Linked DNA regions of Zea mays: all the other regions are linked to region 3. Evidence: chromatin contacts called from public Hi-C data. All regions are on one chromosome and are shown on one strand. The core of a region is the stretch at or near the end of the contact, and the rest is flanking DNA. Distances in the headings are between cores, read along the strand shown.

The links. Hi-C and Micro-C count contacts between places; a contact is called where the count stands out from the background.
Region 1: a contact with region 3 is called in a Hi-C map of leaf, with 7 times the contacts expected there. The contact joins the enhancer-like site here to the promoter of LOC100281127 in region 3. A contact is called at or near these places in 13 of 25 Hi-C or Micro-C datasets (bundle sheath, ear, endosperm and 5 more) and 1 of 3 datasets of contacts at active chromatin or transcription factors (seedling).
Region 2: a contact with region 3 is called in a Hi-C map of leaf, with 10 times the contacts expected there. The contact joins the promoter of LOC103643871 here to the promoter of LOC100281127 in region 3. A contact is called at or near these places in 5 of 25 Hi-C or Micro-C datasets (ear, leaf, leaf mesophyll and 1 more).

Annotation. Positions count from the first base shown.
Region 1 is chr1:272,016,475-272,019,345 of Zm-B73-REFERENCE-NAM-5.0, forward strand. No RefSeq gene overlaps it. Among protein-coding and RNA genes, the nearest start is that of LOC103643872, 19 kb to the right of the region's middle. Within about 2 kb of position 1,392, at least 20 of the 20 cell types and tissues checked have an H3K27ac peak or open chromatin away from gene starts, as enhancers often do. A contact at or near this core is called in bundle sheath, ear, endosperm and 5 more, where this site is marked.
Region 2 is chr1:271,996,180-271,999,241 of Zm-B73-REFERENCE-NAM-5.0, forward strand. LOC103643871 (oxysterol-binding protein-related protein 1C) reads left to right here and starts at 1,379. Exons shown (of 10, transcript XM_008667051.4): 1 at 1,379-2,110; 2 at 2,193-2,558. The coding sequence starts at 1,598.
Region 3 is chr1:271,764,828-271,767,819 of Zm-B73-REFERENCE-NAM-5.0, forward strand. It overlaps LOC100281127, which reads left to right and starts at 1,651. Exons shown (of 6, transcript NM_001154046.1): 1 at 1,651-2,249; 2 at 2,352-2,465. The coding sequence starts at 1,758. LOC100283244 (30S ribosomal protein S13, chloroplastic-like) reads left to right here. Exons shown (of 3, transcript NM_001156146.2): 2 at 316-555; 3 at 836-1,251. The coding sequence ends at 1,012.

The DNA.
Region 1 (2,871 bases), core at 142-2,641, 250 kb after region 3:
CGGCGGCGCAAAAAATCCACGTGCGTTGTGGCGGAGTTTTGCGAAGAGAACTAGGGGTGGGCAAAAAATTATCAAACATCGTTCGAACCGTACACCATACACCGAAATTTGTGGTATATTTGATTTTTGATGTTTGGCGTGGTTTAGATTTTAGCTCTATTTGGTGTTTGGTGCGGTTTCCAATATTCGCACAGCAAAAACCGAAATTTAGCAAACCTACCTTGATGCCCAACAAACAACTCATATAAGGTCCTAAACCCTAGACTCATATCATTTTAATTTTTAAGAACTATGAGTTAGTTACTCTTATTCGACACTAGATTGTTTATGCAGTTTTATTAAGTACTTGTTGATGAACTATTAATATGTTTTTTAGGCAATTTTATGTTTGTAGTTTTAATTTGCTACTTGTTTGGTGATTGTGGTAGTACCAAAACGAAACCAGAAAAACCGAACACTAAATTGTGCGGTTTTTATTTCTAAACAAAAAGCTTGGTTTCCATTTTCCAAGCACCAAACTTTTTTTAACACCGAATAATCCGCACCGAATAACCAATAAAACCGAATGCTCAGCCCTAAAGAGAACTCAAATTCACTCGTCATAATTCGGAGACCCCATCAACGAGAAAAAAACACTTTTTATGTTCAGTTCCAGATCATAGAAAACATGTTCATTAAATTCTTTTGTCCACCGGTGCCTGACGCATTTCGTCAAGTTACAGTCATGTCCATGAAAGTTTCTCTCTCCTCTTAATTACACTTCCATGTGATGAAGCATGATAGTCTGGCTTCGGCACGATAGTACGATACACATTGGACTTATATTTTCGACGACTGAGTAATTATTGACCTTGCGCTAGGTGAGCTATTTGACTCAAACGTTGGGATGGGCTATGTCAGCCCGCTGGGCCAGTGGCACAGCCCATGTGGTCCATCTTCCGGCAAATTACGCCCACCTTCAATGTGCAGCGTTGCAACTATCAGCTGGTAGTACTACAGTTCAATAGTAGGTGCGCAACTGAGCACTGCAAGCCGATCTGCGTGATTCACGACACGCTCTCGAAAACTTCGTCCCCTGCACAACAACATGCATCTCACAGGTCCTCGCGCCTCGGCGCCGGCAGTGCGTGCGTTCAGTTCAACGCACGAGCGAGAAGCACTGCAACAAGTGGATCGCCATCCCGTCCGGCGTGCACAGCACATCAGGCGCTGCACATAGCTCTTCTATTATCTTCTATTAAAGGCCTGTTCGGTTATTTTTAATCTATATGGATTGGAGGGGATTAATACGGATTGAGAGAGGGCTTGACGCGGCCGCACCCGACAACTACCTCGACGGCTGTGATGACGCGACTTTGGCGATCCTTTGCGCAGTCCCGGCTCGGCGGATTCACCATTCCTTTTGGAGATATACTCCACCGTACGGCTTGGCGCTTCCTAGCTGGCGGCCGGAGGACAGACGAGATGGCCTGAGCAAATAGTGCGTGTACGTGACCGGGCAACAACAACACGCACGTACGTCTCGGCGTAGTTGGAGCGTGCGGCAAGAGTAGCCTCTAGCCTTCTGTAGCAAGAACCTGCCGCCGCCTTGGCTTGGCCGCTGCTGCAGGCTAGCTCACGGTCGCAGACGAGCTGCGGCTGCCGCTTGCTGCTCCTGCTTGCATCCATGCACAGGGCTCGAGAAGCCGACCGGGGACGGCATGGAGAAATGCAACTGGCAACCCAAGCAGAACACTGTGCTGCAACGGGGAAGGGCAATGCCACAGGTGCTGCACGCTGCACCTGCATGCTCGCGGCAGGGCGCTCCAACAGTGGTTCGGCGCGCGGCGTGCACGCCGGTGCCAAATAAAGGCCTTCCATCGGGTTGCCGTTGCCGTGCGTGCCACTGCCACCGTTGCCTTGTACTATCGCCGAGTTATTTCGGAGTTCAGAACTCGATCGATCGGTCCATCTATGCGGCTCTGAGGCATGCGCGTGTTGTTGACTGTGTCTGTGTGGCCTCGGACGCCGGAGCCTAGAGCGCGGCTAGCGCCGGCTGTGCGGCAGCAGGAAATATTTGGACCGCCAGCCCAACGGCTTGCAACTTTTGCATAGATCAGGTGCTGCCGCTCAGCGCTGATTCTTCCCTTCCGTTCACCTCTGTTTTTGCTCCCCACATTTAAAGGCTAAAAAGCCTAAAATTATACGTAGAAATGGTAGTAGAATTGAAAGTCTCAACATATATATATTTTCGATCCCTCTTTTGTCTAGAGAAAACCTTTGTCTACCCAAGAACTTTAGCAAGCTGGCCTCACCACCGTAGCCCGTAGGCTACCTAAGGCGTGAGTGACACTACACCAAAATAGTAAACTTCATAGAGTCTAAACCCTAAAAAATTAGGTCTAAACTATAGGAAGTTACCTAAACTCTCGGAAGTTAGCTTAACTTCCTATAGGCCTCTAGGAAGTTAGCTAACTTCCTACAGCCAAAAAGCCTCTCGGAAGTTAGTAGATTCTCAGAAGTTAGTAGCTTCACGCCGTCAGCGCCGTCAGCTGACTAACTTCCTACAAGTAACTTCCTACGGCTGACTGCAGCGTGACTAACTTCCTACGGCTTACTGTAGCCCCTAGGAAGTTAGCTGGCTAACTTCTGACTGTAGCACTGGCTAACTTCCTACGACTTAATAAGCCTTTAGGAAGTTAATTTGACCAGCATTACAAATGTTGTTTATTTTTATTTTACACCAGATTCCACAACATAATAAATATATCAACAGATATATAGCACAACATATTTTCACATAAAATATCTCACACACAATCACATAACAATATTTAAATCCATAGTCTCATCAATTACATCACAAAAGTCTCATCCATAGTCTTATCAATT
Region 2 (3,062 bases), core at 129-2,628, 230 kb after region 3:
AGCTCCCGAACAACACAAAGCAACAACACTTGATGACTTAGCCAAGTAACAAACACCCGATATGTAGATCCTCGGAACCAGCATCACATAGATACTTGGGATCCTTGCCTCACTCGCCCGCTTGTGACCCCTACTACGAGCATAATCAAACAGGTGGCAATAGCACAAGCCACCGAAGACTGGAAGTAGGGATGTTCTGCTAATCAGGTGGCGATAGCGTAAGCCACCGAAGACTAGATGTAGGGATATTCTGCTTGAACAAATATAAATCTTGCGCCCACTGAGCACACCATCGGGATCCAGAACGCGCATACACAAATTCACTCGCTGGTGTTGGTTCGAAACATCGACAGTACGCTAATCACCGAGTGATTCTCTAAGCACCTGGGTGTCTAGAGCTATAGGAATGGAATCTCAACTCTCTAGCATTGTTTCTGAGCTCCCACACACCTCAAAATTGCCAATTGGGTCGTATTTATAGCCCCACGTGTCCAAGCTATCCATTGGAAACGACATAGAATTTCTGCATACTCACTGAACATGTCTGGTGCAATCACCTGACACATCCGATGTATACACATTAGCTAACCATTGGAACTAGCCATTTCCGGTCATTGAGCTCGAGGTGTTTGGTGCGATCACTAGCGCTATACTGGACATGTTTGGTGCATGTAACTTGGTTTGTTTGTATTTGTAACCTCTCTGAGTACCCTGAGTCCCATATGTCACCACACATGTTCGTTGCATTATAAACCTCTATCTACACGCTGCAAACCTCTCTGGATAACCTATCTGGTGTTATATCTAGCGCACACCTGTGTGACTAGTGTACTACTTTCTTCAGTACTTTTATTCAGTACAAGAACATTACTTGTTTAGTACACCACCAGACACATTGGGCGGACACATTGGGTGCTTCTCTATGCTTGTTGCTTTGCGTTTCTTTATGTGGGCTTATTTGGTTTTGTGCCTTATACTCTTGCATGATCTTTAGAGGTATCCAATAAGTTGATCTTCTTGATCACTGTGCTGGTTTTATCCAAGTCTATGGTGCATCATTTAAATTATTAAATATTTATATGGACCGAGTCCATGAGATACTAAAATGCAAACATGATTTTTTTAAATACTGAAGTAAAAAAATGGCCTCCACTCCCATCGTATGTATACGTGCCATGTGTTCTTATACGGGGAACTCAACGTAACCGTAACGGTGATCAAGAAACAAATTCAAAACACGGCCAAATAATGTTCAGAACAAAAGGCAACAAGGTTACTCGCTAAATCGAGACAACGCCTCACTGTCACTATTGACCTTGACGACGTGAGTTCGTGACCAAGGGACACCCAACCGTCACGCAAAGGCAAGGCGCAAGCATACAAGTTCCTGTTTACCTCCGTTTTCGTTCTCCTGAGTTTCTGACCTTCTCCCCGGCCCCCGGCGGCATTTAAACCTGTCTCACCCACCTCCCCAAAATAAAATGCGTCCGTTCCCGGAGCAAAAATAAAAAAAATCAAAAACACAAAAGAATTCGCTACTTCGCCGGCGACAGGGGCGACCGCGCGCGCCCCGGCCGGTGCTGATCCGGACTCTCCCATGCACCCATTCTGCTGTGCGCCGCTCGTGCCTGTATCGCCCGTGGCCTCCGCCGCGGCCGCGTCCTCTGCGGTGGCGGGCGCCCCGGCCGTGATGCCGCCACCGCAGCCCCCGCCTCCTCCGCCTCCTCCGCCCCGAAGCAACCCCGCCTCTGGCGGTGAGAGGCGCGCGCGCGCGGCGGGGGTCAGCGGTGGCGGAGGAGGCGGTTCCTCGCCGCCCGAGGGGGTGAAGCTGAACGAGATCGTCGGCGGCGGCATCTCGGGAATCCTGTACAAGTGGGTCAACTACGGGCGCGGTTGGAGGCCGCGCTGGTTCGCTCTCCACGACGGCGTGCTCTCCTACTACAAGATCCACGGGCCCGACCGCATCATCCTATCGCGCGAGACCGAGCGGGGCGCCAAGGTCATCGGCGATGATTCCCTCCGCCGCCTCAACCGCCCCTCCACCTCCTCGTCGTCCCACTCCAACGGCCACCACCATCCTCGAAACCCCATCGGCGAAATCCACCTCAAGGTCTCCGGTTCTTGCCGCCTCCGTGATCGCCAGATCCACTTCGTCTGTTGCCAGCTTGCTAAAGGAGCGGTTGCGTGTGCAGGTGTCGACCGTGAGGGAGAGCAGATCGGACGACAGGAGATTCTCCATCTTCTCGGGGACGAAGACGTTGCACCTGAGAGCGGAGACCAGGGAGGACAGAGCTGCGTGGCTCGAGGCGCTGCGGGCGACCAAGGACATGTTCCCGAGGATGTCCTCCAGCGAGATGGTCGGGCCAGGGGACACCGCAGCGGCAGTGGCCGTCTCGACCGAGCGCCTAAGGCAGCGGCTGCAGCAGGAAGGGGTCAGCGAGGCGGCCATTGCTGACAGCGAGATGATCGTGCGGGCAGAATTCGAGGCTCTGCACAAGCAGCTTGTGCTCTCCAAGCAGAAGCACGCGCTCCTCTTGGAAACTCTTCGCCAGCTAGAGGTACTTCCATAAACTGCACCTTGGTACCTGCGGATCGAACAGAATCTGGTTATGTATGAAGTGCGAATGATTGCTTTTTACTGCATGGTGTGTCATGCTTGTGATATTCTACATCTTGTACACGATTGAATTCATTGAAGGAAAAAGTACGACCATGCTATTCTGTAGTAGATTGCATCCACTGACCATATTGTATTTCGAGATCTGAATGTTAGCTGTTACTCTGTGGACCGTGCTATAAAATTTTCAATTGTTCTATTACCTTTCTTATGCTGTTGTTTTTGTCAATCGCCAAAGGTACATGGGCATTTTATAATGAATGTGCTACCGAAGGTAGCTTATCCTATCTTGTCACCAACAAAGAAAAAAAACAAAGCAAAGTTTCAATTTATAGTTCTAGACGTTTGTTTTGTTTTGGTTGTGTGCTTCTCTGGTGCTACCAAAGTTCTTCGGGGGTTACATTGAAGAGCTTTTGTTTCTTGACGGCAAACTGCTTTCTCATGT
Region 3 (2,992 bases), core at 401-2,900:
GGTTCATGCATATGAATTTTCTAGCGCATTGTCAGTAATGCTAGTGTTTCATGGTACAGCAGTATGACTGATTCTAGTAGCAAAGAAAAGGATGTTTCTTTAGACTTTTGATGTGGATCTGAAATTCTGAACCTGATTATAGGAGCTGTTGTTTATTATCGCTGTTGCATTGTGCGCACAGCCTGAATACGACACAAACATGAACTTCGATACATCATTAATTTATCCCCATCTGAATGACCCTTCATACCCAGGCTCATGTTGGTGGTTTATTTTGCGGTTTTTGATTGTGCTGTATGTTGGGTGGCCTGACAGAAGGGAGGAATCGGTCACGGTGGCTTGCGGATCGAGTGCATCCGTATTGGTGGTGTTGAGATTCCAAACCACAAGAGGGTGGAGTACTCGCTGCAGTACATACATGGCATTGGACGCTCACGCTCACGCCAGATCCTCCTGGACCTCAATTTCGATAACAAGATCACCAAGGACCTCTCCGAGGAGGAGGTCATCACCCTCCGTAAGGAGGTTGGCAAGTACATGATTGAGGGAGACCTTGTAACGTCCCTGATCCCTTTGTCGATTATTCGCTGCAGTTATTTGATTCAGTAGTTCATGATGATTAACGACTTGTATGGTTACCATAGTTACTTAGTTAACATATCAATGATTCCTTGAAAGCTTTGAAGTTCATTCTGCAGGTCTGCGTATTTAATTTCACTTCCTTAGTCATAGATGATTCCTGACTGTCCTAACTGTTTAGTTTTATATCGATGTTGGACTCCAAGGGAGTGAAAACGCTGAGAGCTGGCACACTGCTGTTTGGTATGCTTTACAGAAACGTTTCAACCGTGTGGCGATTGAGAGGCTGAAGGAGATTAGGTGCTACAAGGGCATCCGGCACAAGCTTGGACTCCCAGTTCGTGGCCAGAGGACAAAGAACAACTGCCGGACACTTAAGGGAAAGAGGGCTTCAGTTGCCAAGAAGAAGTCACCCGCCTCCCAGGATGAATAAATCGTATTGCCATGTATTGAAGTTCTCTCTCTCTCTCTCTCTCTCTCTCTCTCTCTCTCTCTGTGTGTGTGTGTGTGTGTGTGTGTGTGTGTAGCGCTACTACTGCTGGGTGTTTTGTTTCGAGCTTTTATGCTGCCATTGACAAATCATGGGGTAGCCATCAGCTGCTGCAGATTTTGTAGCAATGACATACTAGCTCATATGGGTCGGTTCTATAAATGAAGATCAAATTCTTGTTTACATCCATTTGTATTCCTCTGTCCCAACCTATGCTCGATGCAAGGAGTCCAGACTGCTCCTGACGAATTACTATTTACCAGATCCAGTGTTCTGGGGATTATTCACCTGCCACTGGTATACCTGTTTTCATCCCTGCACGAGATGATCATGTGGCGAAGAGTTATGATTCGAGATCTCTCCCCTTAACAAATGTAGTTGAAAAAACAAGTTTTGGCTACCCGTCGATGGTTATGTTTTTTTTCTTGATAAGGACGATGGTTAAATTGTGTTTGGTTTCAAATAAAGATGATTTGAATCACTTGATTGAAGCCATTAAGGTTTCCTGGCATTCATCAGCCCCCAACTTGCAGAGCACGGATGACGGATGACTGTGAATTTGTGATCCCGTGGTGTGCTATTTGCCGAAGCTTGCACCGGTGCACGGACACCACCACCTGCTCCCCCATCCGGCGGCACCCGGGCCGCCGCGCCCGCGCGCTCTATCCACCACTCAAATAAACGCGATATGCTCTGCCTTGCTGGCCTGCTATTGAAAATCACACGACTTCCACCGCAATCGCACGCAAAAATCCCGCTCGAGCTTCCACCGTCTCCCTCCGCTTCCCCGTGCGGCGGTGCCGGGTCGCGCCGTGCCATGGCGCCCGCCTTCTCGGTCTCGTGCGCGCCCGGATCCTCGCGCCCGCTGGCCGCCAGCCCCGGCCCCAGCGTCGTCGTCGTCGCCTCCTCCCAACTTCCCGCGTCGTCGCGGAGCAGCGAACGCAGGAGAGCACCAGGCCTCGCGCTCGCCGCGGCCCCGGGTGTCGGCGGTAGGGATGGCGGTGGCAGGTGGAGAGCAGGCATCTCGTCCTTCCCCTTCCTGCCGCCGTTCTTCACAGGGAACAAGGGGGAGAAGGACGCTGAGAAGGCGATGAGGCTCAAGGAGGAGCTCCTCGACGCCATTGCACCGCTGGACCGTGGCGCCGAGGCCACGCCCGAGGACAAGGAGCGCGTCGAGCAGGTGAGGACGAAGAAACTAGTAGCTACGAGGGACGCACCGTGCATTTGGTAATTGGTTGATGGCAGAGACTCACGTGTATTTTTTTTTCTTTTTTTGCTTCAGATTGTTCAGCAACTGGAGGCGGTGAACCAGGTGAAGGAGCCGCTCAAGTCCGATCTCCTAAACGGCAAATGGGAGCTTCTCTATACCACCTCCACAAGTATACTGCAGCCACAGGTTCATTTCCTTTTTGCCTCACCAATGTACAGGTTCTGAAGTTCTGAAAAGTAAGTTCTTTTTTTTATAGGTTCTAAGAGCATCTCTAACAATGTTACCATGTAAAAATGTCCTAAAAATTTAAAATAAATATATTTATAGAATTTAGGGCATCAACAAAAAAAATCAAGCTCCAACGGTAAAGCTCCAAATCAAGTGATTAGCATAAATATGTTAATCTACTATGTTCGTTTGGAATGGAAATGAAAGTTTTATAAAGTGTCCATTCGTTTAGATCTAGACATGAGACATCACAATAACATACAATATATTTGTGGCACTTCAGGAGGTGACCTATATTTTTTGACATTTTTTTATAAAATAAGGTATTATTGGAGCAGTTTTTTTTAAGCTTGATCTCTATTGTTTAATTTAGGACGAAAGAGCCTCTAACAGAGTTAGTTAGGTGGCCTGAGTAACACTCCTCAGGTTCTGGGATCGACTCCCCATAGAAGCGAATTTTAGGTTGTGGTTAAACAAATCCCATC